Regions from separate parts of the Sus scrofa genome. Here all the other regions are linked to region 3. Evidence: chromatin contacts called from public targeted proximity ligation data. All regions are on one chromosome and are shown on one strand. The core of a region is the stretch at or near the end of the contact, and the rest is flanking DNA. Distances in the headings are between cores, read along the strand shown. Region 1 overlaps NOTCH2 (neurogenic locus notch homolog protein 2). Region 2 overlaps NOTCH2 (neurogenic locus notch homolog protein 2). Region 3 overlaps LOC110260433 (a long non-coding RNA gene). Region 4 overlaps NOTCH2 (neurogenic locus notch homolog protein 2).

Region 1 (3,130 bases), core at 90-2,589, 220 kb after region 3:
CTTACTCATTATTTCTGGAAGGGCAGCTTGGGGACTTTGAGGACTAAAGTAGTTGTTTATGTCTAAGTGTGACAGTATCATCAGATACTCAAAAATCTGTCTTGCCCTTCTGGGGTCATTCCAAATCTTATGCTGTAGGAGTATCCTTTGAGAGTCAGGTAAGCATCTACAGTAGTCTATTTACTAATAATTTGGCAAGTTGAACTCTGCTACCTTCTGCCTGTTATATCCAGACATCCTTCCTTCCAATTTCAAAGATGTGTTACCTTTAAGAACTTTGGAATCTTATTAAAAATGGGATGGAGTTTGGAATATGTAAGATGCCTAGGTGCAGTATCGAAGAGTTATAATCCGTAATATAATTATATGATGTAATTGTACCTTTGAGGCAATGCTGGACAGAAAGCATACAGGCAGTCTGACTGTGGTCTCACATGGGCCGCAATGTGCTTGGGAAGCCAGAGGAGCAGAACTGGCTCCTGTGCCCTTCATTAACTCTGAGGCTTCCTCTACAAAGAAAGATGGAAACAGATAAAGAAAGGAATAGAGAGCACCTTGAACTGGGGTCCCACAACCAGGAAGTAGTATTTCTACATTTTCCACACTTGTGAATAAACAAATTCCTTTGACTCATTCATTGCAATTATGGTGGGAGGCTGGATGAGGGGATGAATATCAAGGGACCATCAATCCTTGAGCCCCATGCTCATGGGATGGCTGCTCTTTGTTATTGTCTGGTGCTGTGATTTGAAGAGACAAACATCTGTAACCCCTAACTCATAATTCTGGTTGGCCAAAATTATTGCTATTTGAATTTCATCTTTAAAGCCACTGCTCTTCTAAATGTCTGATGGCCAGTTGGGTCCTGAATCCTGCTCTTTGCCAACAGGTCCCAGCATTGCCCCATGTCTCCCCATGAGTTCATTTTCTCAGTTAGATTTGTCATGGAACAGTGGGCTCAAGATGCCTTCTGCTTTAGAACTGTGCCTAGGGATGATTACCTCTGGGAATATTAAGCTGTGTTTTAAAGCACTGCCAGTCAGGTTACAGAAAGGCTAGAAAATGATTGAAAAGACATTTCAGATGAAAATTCACTATAAACTGCAAATCACCACTTAGCTTTATTGGCCTGTAGCAGCCTCTCCTATGAAGTAGACAGTGTTAACAGAATGCAGTGAACACTTCTGCTAAATGTTTCTTTTGACTCATGAAAGCTGAAATGACATTAAAAAAAAGAAAAAAGCTGAGGTATAATTTCCCCCTTTTTTGGAGGGATCAGAGTCATATTTTGTACCAATCTTGTCTTGTGAGTCAGTTCAGGCATATATGCCATTTATGCTCATTACTGTAGCCAAGACAGATGTGCAAACTTTCCTGAGTCAGTGATGAGCCAACCATGTTGAGATCCAGTGAATGCCTTCTTCATCCTCTCATGTTCCCCTAGGCTTAGAACTGATTTCTTATAACGCTTGCTCCTTCTCCAATCCTTTGACTAGCTTACATCCCAGTGGTGTTCAGTTTAGTAACTTGCAGTTACCACTTCTGCCTTTTAAAATCCCTTTTCATTTTCTGCCCTGAGGTCGTCACTGTGAAACTTTCGTCGATGTGTGTCCCCAGATGCCCTGCCTGAATGGAGGGACTTGTGCTGTGGCCAGCAACATGCCTGATGGTTTCATTTGTCGTTGTCCCCCGGTGAGTGCCATGTTGCCTATTTAAGGAGCATGCTCTCTTCCATATAGTCTGTGGCAAAGCTGAGATTAAACCTGGTGTTTCTGAGTTCTGGGGGGAACTTTCTTAGGGTGGGGTAGCGTATTTCTTGTTTCTTTTCTTTTTATTTTTTGTCTTTTTAGGCCACACCCTTGGCATATGGAGGTTCCCAGGCTAGGGGTTGAATCAGAGCTACAGCCACCGGCCTATGCCACAGCCACAGCAACACCAGATCCAAGCCACATCTGTGACCCACACCACAGCCCACAGCAAGGCTAGATCTACAACCCACTGAGCAAGGCCAGAGATCGAACCTGTGTCCTCGTGGATACTAGTCAGATTCATTTCCGATGAGCCGTGACAGGAACTCGGGGAGAGGGGCCGTGTTTCTCCATGTTGGTCTCTTTATAAGACAGTGTTTCAGTTTTCCACTTAGAACTGTGAAGATACTCTGAGAAGCGGTGAGCTCCCTGATCTCTGATTCTCAAACTTCAGAAGCACCAAGGGCAGTGGAATGTTCCCTTGAAAACAGGGCTAGTGTCCTGGCTTCTGAGTCTTGTGCTGGAGGATAGTCTCGCTGCCCAGAATGGGGCAGAGTTGGTTGGAAATGCCACTCTGCTCACATTCCTTGGCAGGGACTATTCAGGAGCTGCTTCTTCAACTAGGAGGAAGCTGAACCTTGTGCAAACACTTTTGCCAATGCCAGAGGCTAAAACATCCTTAAAACAGATGACAACGTGTGGAGAGAGATCAAAAGGAAACTTGTCCAGTAATCTTGGCCTGGACTGAGCAGGAAGTTCAAGAACAAAAAAAGACATAGGAAAAAAAATTTTATGCCTAATATTCTTAAGTGAGTTTTTTCCTCTGTCAAGTCATTATATGAGTGACCTAAATGGTTAGGAAAGGATAATAGACAAGGTGTTGCCTGACCTTTATCCTACCATGAACTGCGGACTTCATTTTTACAGGTGAGCTCTTAGAGGGAGAAAATTCTATATTCATCCTATGGAGCTGTCAGCCTTGACCTATGCATTGACTTGAAAAGGTCTCTTCCTAGAACTTGGTCGAGGAGGCTACAAGGAGAGGTCTTAGCCAAATGAATAGTCTTTACCTCCCTAGACGTGCGGCAGAGAAAGGACTGAGAGGGAAAACAGGGCATGCCCTCAGGAGTTGGCCTGCCATCCTCATTTGTCCACTGATTTCCCCAGGGATTCTCCGGGGCAAGATGCCAGAGCAGCTGTGGACAAGTGAAGTGCAAGAAAGGGGAACAGTGTGTGCACACAGCCTCGGGACCCCGCTGCTTCTGCCCCAACCCCCAGGACTGTGAGTCAGGCTGTGCCAGTAGCCCCTGCCAGCATGGGGGTAGCTGCTACCCTCAGCGCCAGCCTCCGTATTACTCTTGCCAGTGTTCTCCACCGTTCTG
Region 2 (3,293 bases), core at 11-2,510, 160 kb after region 3:
AGTCTGAGTCTATAACATTTTTCAGAGTCTTTCTCAAGCTGACATAATGATTCATCTACTTGAATGGACTGAGTACCAAATACCTGGAGAAATGTAATTTCTCTTCAGTCAAGTTTTCATTTATCCGCATCTTCCACAAAGTGATTTCCTTTGGTCTCTGGGTAGTTTTTTCAGTAACTTGGTTCATACTCATTTACATAACTGCTACTGTAGTTAGAGAAACCAGCCACGTTCAGTGTAACAGAGAAGATATAGAATGCCACAGTAGCTTGTGGTAAGGAGTGAATAAAGCGAGGTGTAATTGATGTCTCACCAGACTGTAAATGCCCCGAAAGCAGGGACTCTCCTTTACACAGTTGTGCTGGTGCATAGTGTAAGACTCACAAGTGTTTTGAGTAAGAGAGAGGAACCTTAGGGAACATTTTGATAGAGGTCAAATATTTAGTCATACTGTATTTCAAATAAGAGAATGTTCAGTGAACATTCTGTCTTGTTTTAAAACTGGTAGTCTTTTATTTTAATAGCTATGAGATTTTGTAGCAAGGAGAAAGAAAAAAGCCCAATATATAAATTATAGAGGAGCACAGCAGTATGGGCAGTTAGGGTGAAGTTTGGTGTGCTAGTTTCATTTTCGTAAAAGGAAAAAATCAAGAGGAAGGAAGCAATGCTATAAAAGTGGAGAAAAGGATGAAGAATTTGAAGGGTTGACAAGTTTAATTAGTAATAATGCCACCCCATGTTCAGATAGCTCTTTATATTTATACTGTATTTTACTCATGATGTGGCACTTAGAACAACCTAGAAAAGCAGGCTGGGCAGGTGAAATCAGCCTCGTTTTACAGATGAGGAAGCTGTTTTCAGAGTTTGTAATTTACCATGTATTAAATAGCTTAAAAGCAGTGAGGGTGACTTTGACCCATATATTCAGATTTTATGTTCAGTATTTTTTTATGCCCCCACCCCCATTCTCCTCTGATTTTCCCAAGCAGTCATTCCAGGGGAAAAAAAATTAAAAGGAATTTAAATTTAATTAGGCAATCTTTCATCTGTTCTTCCCATTAATCTAGCACGGAGCTGGGGAAAATCTAATACCCTCCTCCCTTTTTTTAAAGAACCTCTTAATAGCTGTCCTGTGTAGACATTTATCTTCACTGGGATTTTATTTCATGAAAACACTTTGAAATACTTGTGAGGTAACTATGAAGGCATGTCACTGGCAAAATGAGTCATTTTTAACTGTCCGTGCTTGAAGTAAGAGAAGACAGAAGGTTGGGGGATTTTTTTCTGTGGTGAGTCTTGGGTTGACCAGCTGCTGACAATTGAACTGAAATAATGAAGTCAGTCTGTTCTGACGACCACGTCCTGTGGCGAAGAGCAGATCACATTATCTGTGTGATAATTTATCATTTTCTCTTGTTCTTCTCGTCCTAGGTTTCGAAGGCATCACCTGTGAGAGGAATATTGATGACTGCCCTAACCACAAGTGTCAGAATGGAGGGGTTTGTGTGGATGGGGTCAACACTTACAACTGCCGCTGCCCCCCTCAGTGGACAGGTATGTCCCGTGTGACACATCAGTCAGAATGGGGTGTAGGTTGGTCACCAGAGGCAGGTTGTTATTGAAGTAGACTCCTTTTACAAGGATCTCGTACTTCATCATTGGGTATAGTGCTACCAATATGTACCCGTGTTCACTTGAAGAAAGAAATATTTTCACAGGTATTATTGGGCAGCTTTTGTAAACCCAGCCCAATACTAGGTGGGAGATATGAGAAAAGAGCATTATTGACAGACTCTTGAAGTTATTATCTGGCAAAAACATCTGCCATGCCTAGAACATAGCAGATGCTTATTAGTATTTGAGGAAAAGAACATACTTAAATGCAAAAATACAAATGTTCTCACAACATACACACAAAAACAGTAACTGTGTGAGGTCAAGGACATGTTAACTGATCTTACTGTGGTAATCATTTCACATTTTACATTTCACATATCATCATCTTATACCCCCTTAAACTTATATGATGTTGTATGTTAAATATAGCTCAGTAAGGCTGGAAAAGAAAAAGAAACTACAACTTGTCAAGTTTTGGTGTAGTATCAAAGAATATTCATAATTATGTGATAAAGTTATTAAAATATTCCCCCTTCTACCCACCCTTCTTCCAGCTAAAAGGAAGGGAAAATAAATTTTACAGACCGTGAGAGTTCAGAGCTTATTGTTTGTGTACGGACAAAAACCGATCTCATTTTACTGTCATGTTCTATAATTATTATTATTTTTTTTTTGGTCTTTTTGCCTTTTTCTAGGGCCGCTCCTGTGGCATAAGGAGGTTCCCAGGCGAGGGGTCTAATCAGAGCTATGGCCTCCAGCCTATGCCAGAGCCACAGCAACTTGGGATCTGAGCCACGTCTGTGACCTACACCACAGCTTACGGCAACACCGGATCCTTAACCCACTTAGCAAGGACAGGGATTGAACCCACAACCTCATCGTTCCTAGTCATATTTGTTAACCACCGAGCCGTGATGGAAACTCCATGTCCTATAGTTATGCAAAGGGTTGAGCAGGTCTTCTTAATGATGTTATTTTTATGACGTCTATCTACATTTCTCTTTTTCCTTTTTTAATCCCTTTTTTGCACATAGATTTTTCTGATGTTAGAAAACTAGTCTTAAATTTATAACTGGAAGTATAACTTTCCAATTTATATTGGAAGTTTTTAATGTCTTAGGCAGATTTTCCTCTTATTTTTGAAATTGAGTTTATGTAAACATTTGGTTCCAATTTCTGTTTATATCTATTTATCTAACAGAAAGTGGAGACAAGTAAGAACTGATTAAAGAACTGATTAAGTGATTAAGAACTGAGCCTTTTTGAGAGAAATTGATTGATTTAATGTAGAAACCCAAGGATAAGTTAATGTTACAAGATAAAAACTACAACATCAATGAAAGGATTGTGCCCAGGAAAGAAGTCTTGATATTGGATTGCTGTTGTTACTACCTGGTATTCCTTAGAGGCTCTGAACTGCCATCCCTCATCTGTAGCAACTGATCATTTAGAGTACTCTTTAGAGCTGTAGACTATGAATAGAAAAAGATTAAAAGGGTTTAAAACTTCAATAACATGATTTCCTGGAAGGGCACACATTTCTGCTTTTAATCCCCAAACTGTCTTTTTTAAAAATCCTTTCCCACCAGATTTCCCTAAAATTGGACTTCCCCTAGAATTTCTTCTCGATGTCTTGATCCTAGGACTTCACTCCCAATCCTCTGCTCTTTCTGTCA
Region 3 (3,006 bases), core at 386-2,885:
TGACCTCACCTGAAAGTTCCCTTGCCAGAGACTGAACCCATACACAGCAGTGACAATGCCAGTTCCTTAATCCACTGAACCACCAAAGAACTTCTACTCTATTGTGTCTAATTCTTCACTTGGCCCTCATTTTTCAACCCAGCCTAATCTGGCATTGGTTCCCACTGTGTTGAAGGGGCTTTCACTAAAGACAGTGATTCCCCCCACCCCCTGATGATGTTACTAAATCCAGTGGATACATCAGTCACTATCTTAGTTGACTCTGAGCAGCATCTGATTCTAATGACCTCCTAGATGGACTCACCATCTTCCTTTGGTTTCCACACACTAGTATGGTTTTCCTACTTTAGTCATGGATATTCTGTATCCTTTGCAAGCTCCTTTTTCTCTACAAGAGTTTTAGGTGTTGCTGTTGCTCAAGACCCCATCCTATGCCAGCCTCTCTATCCTCTACACATTCTCTGAGAAATCATATCCCTTTCAATGTAGTTGAGATCTACATTCCAGTGATTTCCAAATCTCTACCTTTCCTGAACTCCAGACTTAAATATTCAACTGCCTTCTAGAACCATTTCAATTTGGAAGTTCCTGAAGCCATATTAACTCACTCCTTCAAACTATTCCTCTTCTAATGTTTCTTATCCAAATATATGCTACAACATCTGCCCGGATGCTCTAGCCAGAAACCTAAGATTCAACCTTGCTTACTCTTTTGCTCACTCATCACATTCAATCAACAACCAAGTCCAGTTAAATCTACTTCTTTGGATCTACCCACTTACTCTCATCCCCATCTGGCCTAAGCAATCAATCGCCTCTGGATTTGTGCAAGACTTTGCTAGTTTCCTGCCCCCGGTTTTTCTCTTCTTGTGTCATTTTCCACCACTTATCAGAAACTTTTTTGTAAATGTAATTCTGAACAATTCACCTCCTTTGTTTAAAAATCATTTAGTTGTTCCCACCGTTCATAGGCTATGGAGTCCAAACTTCTTAGCATAGCTCCTAAGCCCTTCATGATCAGTAACCTGCCTACCTGCCATCAGTCTGTGCATCACTCATGCTGGCTTGCAGTGTTTTAAATACAAACTGTTTCCTCCTGCTTCTGGGCCTTCACAAATGCTCTTGCCCTTGCCTGGAACACCCTCTCTAGGACCTCAATTATATGAAGTCTAAATTCTACCCTGAAATTGTCATTAACCTTATCAGAACTGAATTTGGCTACTTAATTTTATATTAATTCTTGGATTAAAACCCAAATTAACTTTATCTAATTTGATATATTTCTTAATTCTTTGAAAAATACATCCAAGGCTATGTTCTAATGAAAATGTATTTGAACTGATTAACTCAGGTCAGGATTGACTTTTACCACAACTGAATGTGAGCTGGAACATATTTTTTTAAATTACTGGAATGTTTTCTCAATTATTATTCACCATGATGTTCTCTCTTTGGAATTTTTTGTTCATTTCCAGTTGGCTTCTAGCACTCTCCTTTCTTACCTCTTAACTCTTCCCCTCTGGTTACCCTACACTTGCCCCTGATTGGATCCAGTTTGCATGCAGTGGTAGCTGCTGTGGGGCTGCGGTTAAATAGAACTGCTCAGACTGCAACAGGAAAGCATTGAATCGAAAGCAAGGGGGAGGAAGCACAAACCGATACCCACCACAAAGCTGCTGAGTGCCCAGCATGACCCAAGCCGCACCCTCTGATGAGGAGTCTTGTGGAGGAGCAAGAAGCCACAGAGTTTAATAAATCATCAGCACAGCCCATTCTCTACTTCCCGTGATCCAGCCTTCTGGGTCACCATGAGTGTCACCAGGTATTGGCCTAAGAAGGTAGGTAATGACAGAAAAGCCACCAGAGAGGCAGAGGCTGGGGAAAAGTCCCCGAAATGAATGGCTGTGGACCATTTATTTCAAAATCCCCTCATAGTGCAGCTCTGTGAGCAGGAACCTCCCAGGGATACAAGTGTTTCTAAGGAGCTCTCTACCTGATATAGGCTCCCATGTTCCCTGAAAAATACACTGGCTACCTGCCTGAAAGGCTGCTTCTAGGAGTGGCCAAAAAAAAAAAAAAATTTATAAAAATCCCTGTGAGAGACAATTAGAGAGCTTTAAATTCACATTAATGTGTAAATGACCATTTTCAGATTTTTTCCTGACTTCGATAGAGGGAGAAGGAGAAAGGGAGGAGATGAGAGCATCAACGATATACTCCACCTACTTTATGATTTTGCCTCTGCCTACCCTTACTACTTATGTTTGCCACCTTTGCTATTAAAGGAGATACTAATTCTTCAGCAGCCAGAACTATAGGGAAAGGAAATGAAAAGTGTGGGAAAATGTGCAATAATTTGGTCTAGATTTTAAATACTGATCAGGTTGGGAACTCCTTGAAACTGTAGAGTCTCACAGTGGATCATTACTCATCACCTCCGAATCTGAGGAGGTGAGAGCTGGGCCCTGCTTTTCCAGCTGGAGAAGCAGAGAACAGAAACTGGGCGGGGGCGGGGGGTGGGGGGGCATCTTGGGCTGGAGGAAAGGCTGCTTTGTTTGGCTGGAAGTGGGCACTTGTGTCTTCAGAGAGTGCCAGACTCACACTTTAGATAACAGAACAGGAAATACAGTTAGTGCAGCTGGAGTTGGGGGGGTGGGGGGTAGAGAACATACCGTGTACCCAAGACCACTAAGTTACTCATTGGCCTTTCTGCTTCTCACTTTTCTATCCTGCAAGCGGCCAGGACCGACTGTGGAAGCATTGGGAAATAGGTGCAACGTGCCCTGCTGCCTACCCCTTTCCCTTGCAGCCTTCTCACCCCTCCCATCATGTTCAGTTTCTTTCTCTTCAACCCAGAAAATTTCCGAGATCTAGATCATCAATGAAATTTAAAGGGAGGAATATGGGCACTTGGATAGGAGGTGAGGCAAAGAATTCTGGAGTAAGATGGACCATCTTCTCTCACAAGGCCAGAGCCTCAAGTGGTAAACATGGCCTCTGTTTTAG
Region 4 (3,069 bases), core at 237-2,736, 130 kb after region 3:
TAATGCATCATGTCAAAATATACTCAATTCCGTAACCCTTTATAATACCTTTATATTTTAATAATTGTAAAAGCAGTTATAGTCCATTTAAACATGGACAGAACATGATATAGTAGTCTAGAGAATGCTTCATAAGCGTTCTGTACAGTTGTTGGCAGACTCCTTGCAATAACTGTACAGTACATAGCTCGGGAACAACTGGCTTAACTCACTCATTTTTGCCTATTACTGCGAAGGGTGTTTTTTGTAAACTCATATGTTTAGAGTATGTTTGCCTTGTTTTAATCACAAGTAGATGTTTTCTTAGCATCCAGTGCAGTGAAACATGGTATGGTACTGATTGTGTGCTAGAAGACAGAGGAAAGACCACCTTCTGTTTAGCAGCAACGCAAGTCTTCAGCACTGTTTGTGTGCCCTTGCCCCATCTTTCAAGTGATGATTGAAGAGGCTACGCACTCAGTTCAGCTTTTGAGTTCTGATAAATGAGCCCAGACTATAAACTGGAAGATAAGGGTGTTTGCAAATTCTTGTGTAAATAAAGCATGGTTCCCACTGCAGTGGTTACTGATTTCCTAGTCTCCGATGAAGATGAGCAATGTTGTGAATTAATAGCTTTAAAGCTTATACCACTGTAGTTTCTTTTTGGTTTGGATTTATTAAAGTCAGTGTGTGTTTATTGCTTTATTCAGATGGGGGGGTGTGTTGAAAAACGTGAACACATGGAAACAAATGAGGTGGAGTCTCAGAAGATAATTCCCAGCCTCACAATTCCCCGTGAAATTCTTTTCCTGTGGGAAACTTTTAATTTGGAAGCATTGAGCCTAATGTGGGAACCAAGATTAACATTTTCTGAAATACTTCTACAAGAAAAGCAGAAATGTTCTGTTCAGGAAGCTGAATTTACATAGTAGAAAAATGGGCTGTCCTGCAGTATTGGTAGTCTTTGTTTATTAGTTGTGGTAAAAAAAAAAAAAAAAAGTTGTGTGTGTGTGTGTGTGAAAGAGAGAGAGAATGAGAATGAGAGAGAGAGAGAAATTGATTGTATATTTATCTTTGTTTCCTTTACATCAAACCAGCAAAGCCTTAGAAAGTGTTTTACCACAAACAGCCCAGCACTGGGTCCTAACTCTCTACACGAATACTTTTTTTAGTTCTTTTTGTTTTTCCTTCTTGCTGAGTAAGCTATAGTGTTTCCTTTTTTTCCTTTCTTTTTTGGGGGAGGGGAGGTGAGGAATGGCAAGAAGTCACCGTCACAGAGCTCTTTCTTCTTCCCCTCTTTGCCAGGAAGTTAACAAGACGTCTTCATGTACTGTTTTTTGTTTTGTTTTGTTTTTTTAAATCTAAAGGCAGTAATTAGCATAACCCTGTTGGTTACCTTTACACAGAGTTACAGAATTAAAAAGTTGACAGTTTGATGAGGTGTCAAACTCAAGGTAGTGGGAGAAGTGGGCCCACGAGGTTAGTGGGTTGGGCCTCTTGAATGCCAGCCTGAGTTTAGACTTGATTCTGTAGGCTCTGGGGCATCTGGGGGAGTGGAGTGTAAGCCAGAGTCTTGGGAATTCAGTATTATATAGGAACTTTAACTGGTTACAGTTAGCTTTGGCTGTTAGCAATTATTTTTATCTACTTTAAGGAGGGCTTGGGGGAGGGGGCAGGAAACTAAGCTGGCATTATGGTCACAGGAAAGAACAGACCGACTTGGGGCCTTTTCAAACTGCAGACCTTTGTTACTGACCAATGCTTAATTTGGTTTCTGGGTTTTGTTGTTTTTTTTTTTCCCCCTCTGCCCTTACCTCATTTACCTTAACGACAGCTCCCCCTTCTAGAGCTCAGTTAGGGCACGCTGCCACTGCGGATTGGGGGGCCAAGAGGCCCAGAGCAAGAAGAAAGTGGGTTGAAAGCAGAGTTCTGTTTAAAGAATTTTCTCCTGGAAACCAGCCCAGAGGGAGTAAAGAGGAGCTTTAATGAGGAGCAGCTGCAGGGCCGACGCAACCCACATGAGACATTTTTTTCCTCTCCATTCCACATTCTGTATAGTTTTTAAAAAATCATGATTTTGAAATAGCTGTTTTGTAAAGCACACTTCTCTTTTTTCTTTCTTGTATGTGGTGGGGTTTTGCTTTGTTGTTTTATTTTTTTAATGACCAAATCTTCAGTAAAAAAAAAGCTAAGGCAGAGCTGCAGCAAAGCCTTGGGTGCCATTTGGGCTCACCCTGCTGATACAGAACATTCGATGGAGAAAACAAGGAGAGAGAATACTGGCTTTTATTTGGAAAAGGGGTTTATTTCCTGCTCAGACCTCAGTCATCTTGATGCTGACACAAGCTGCTACAGTGTTTTAAGCTTTTCTCTAGATGAGTGGTTATTCACTTAGGAAACTTGAAAGAACAAATTTTTCTGTCCTGTATTACTAGGGAGACTGATCCTCAACTCCAGCCATTGCCAGATAGATTGGAATTGCTATTCAGATCCCAACTTCGTTGAAATCTGTAAAGTGGCTACATGTAAACGAATCCAGGCTGCTGGTGACATGTGAGAGTTGGGGGGTCTGGTTTTCATCTGTTTTATTGAGGGGGGGACTGTATGGGCAGCCTTTCAGTTGGAATGTTTTCTAGTTCCATTAGGAGGAATCCCTTGTTATTCTCTCTTCTCTTCCCTCCTTCCCTCCCCTCCACCTCATTCCTCATGTGTGTTTGAACAGTAACCATGAAAGAGTGGACCTCTTCATGTCAGAAATGGCAGGCTTTTTCAGAAAAACACGTGGATTTATCTGTATGGGGCTGATAAGTATTCAGACTAATTTATGAAACTATTTTCTAGGGAAAAGCCCCTTGAAACTCCCTGTACTCACAGCCTCCTGTGTGAACTGTGTTCTCTCAGAGACCCAAAGCCAGAGAAGCAGAGACTGAGAGGAAGTCACTGAGAAAACTACTTGAATAAGTGATAAATTCCCTCCAGAGAGGTGGGCATTTGTATAGTTTTGGGAACAAAAGGCAGCTGGGTTTTTTTTTTTTTTGGTTATTTTTAATAAAATTTTTTACATATACTTTTAGTTCAAGATTTAGGCTA

Evidence for each region.
Region 1: a targeted proximity ligation map of alveolar macrophages shows a contact between it and region 3. A contact is called at or near these places in 2 of 2 datasets of targeted methods (alveolar macrophages and skeletal muscle).
Region 2: a targeted proximity ligation map of alveolar macrophages shows a contact between it and region 3. A contact is called at or near these places in 1 of 47 Hi-C or Micro-C datasets (liver) and 2 of 2 datasets of targeted methods (alveolar macrophages and skeletal muscle).
Region 4: a contact with region 3 is called in a targeted proximity ligation map of alveolar macrophages. A contact is called at or near these places in 2 of 2 datasets of targeted methods (alveolar macrophages and skeletal muscle).

Annotation. Positions count from the first base shown.
Region 1 is chr4:101,132,687-101,135,816 of Sscrofa11.1, forward strand. NOTCH2 (neurogenic locus notch homolog protein 2) reads left to right here. Exons shown (of 34, transcript XM_021090691.1): 24 at 1,580-1,692; 25 at 2,916-3,130. Among named protein-coding and RNA genes, the nearest start is that of ADAM30, 180 kb to the right of the region's middle.
Region 2 is chr4:101,067,546-101,070,838 of Sscrofa11.1, forward strand. NOTCH2 (neurogenic locus notch homolog protein 2) reads left to right here. Exons shown (of 34, transcript XM_021090691.1): 5 at 1,432-1,554. Among named protein-coding and RNA genes, the nearest start is that of NOTCH2, 120 kb to the left of the region's middle.
Region 3 is chr4:100,908,841-100,911,846 of Sscrofa11.1, forward strand. All of the region lies in intron 2 of LOC110260433 (a long non-coding RNA gene), which reads right to left. Among named protein-coding and RNA genes, the nearest start is that of NOTCH2, 41 kb to the right of the region's middle.
Region 4 is chr4:101,041,610-101,044,678 of Sscrofa11.1, forward strand. All of the region lies in intron 2 of NOTCH2 (neurogenic locus notch homolog protein 2), which reads left to right. Among named protein-coding and RNA genes, the nearest start is that of NOTCH2, 92 kb to the left of the region's middle.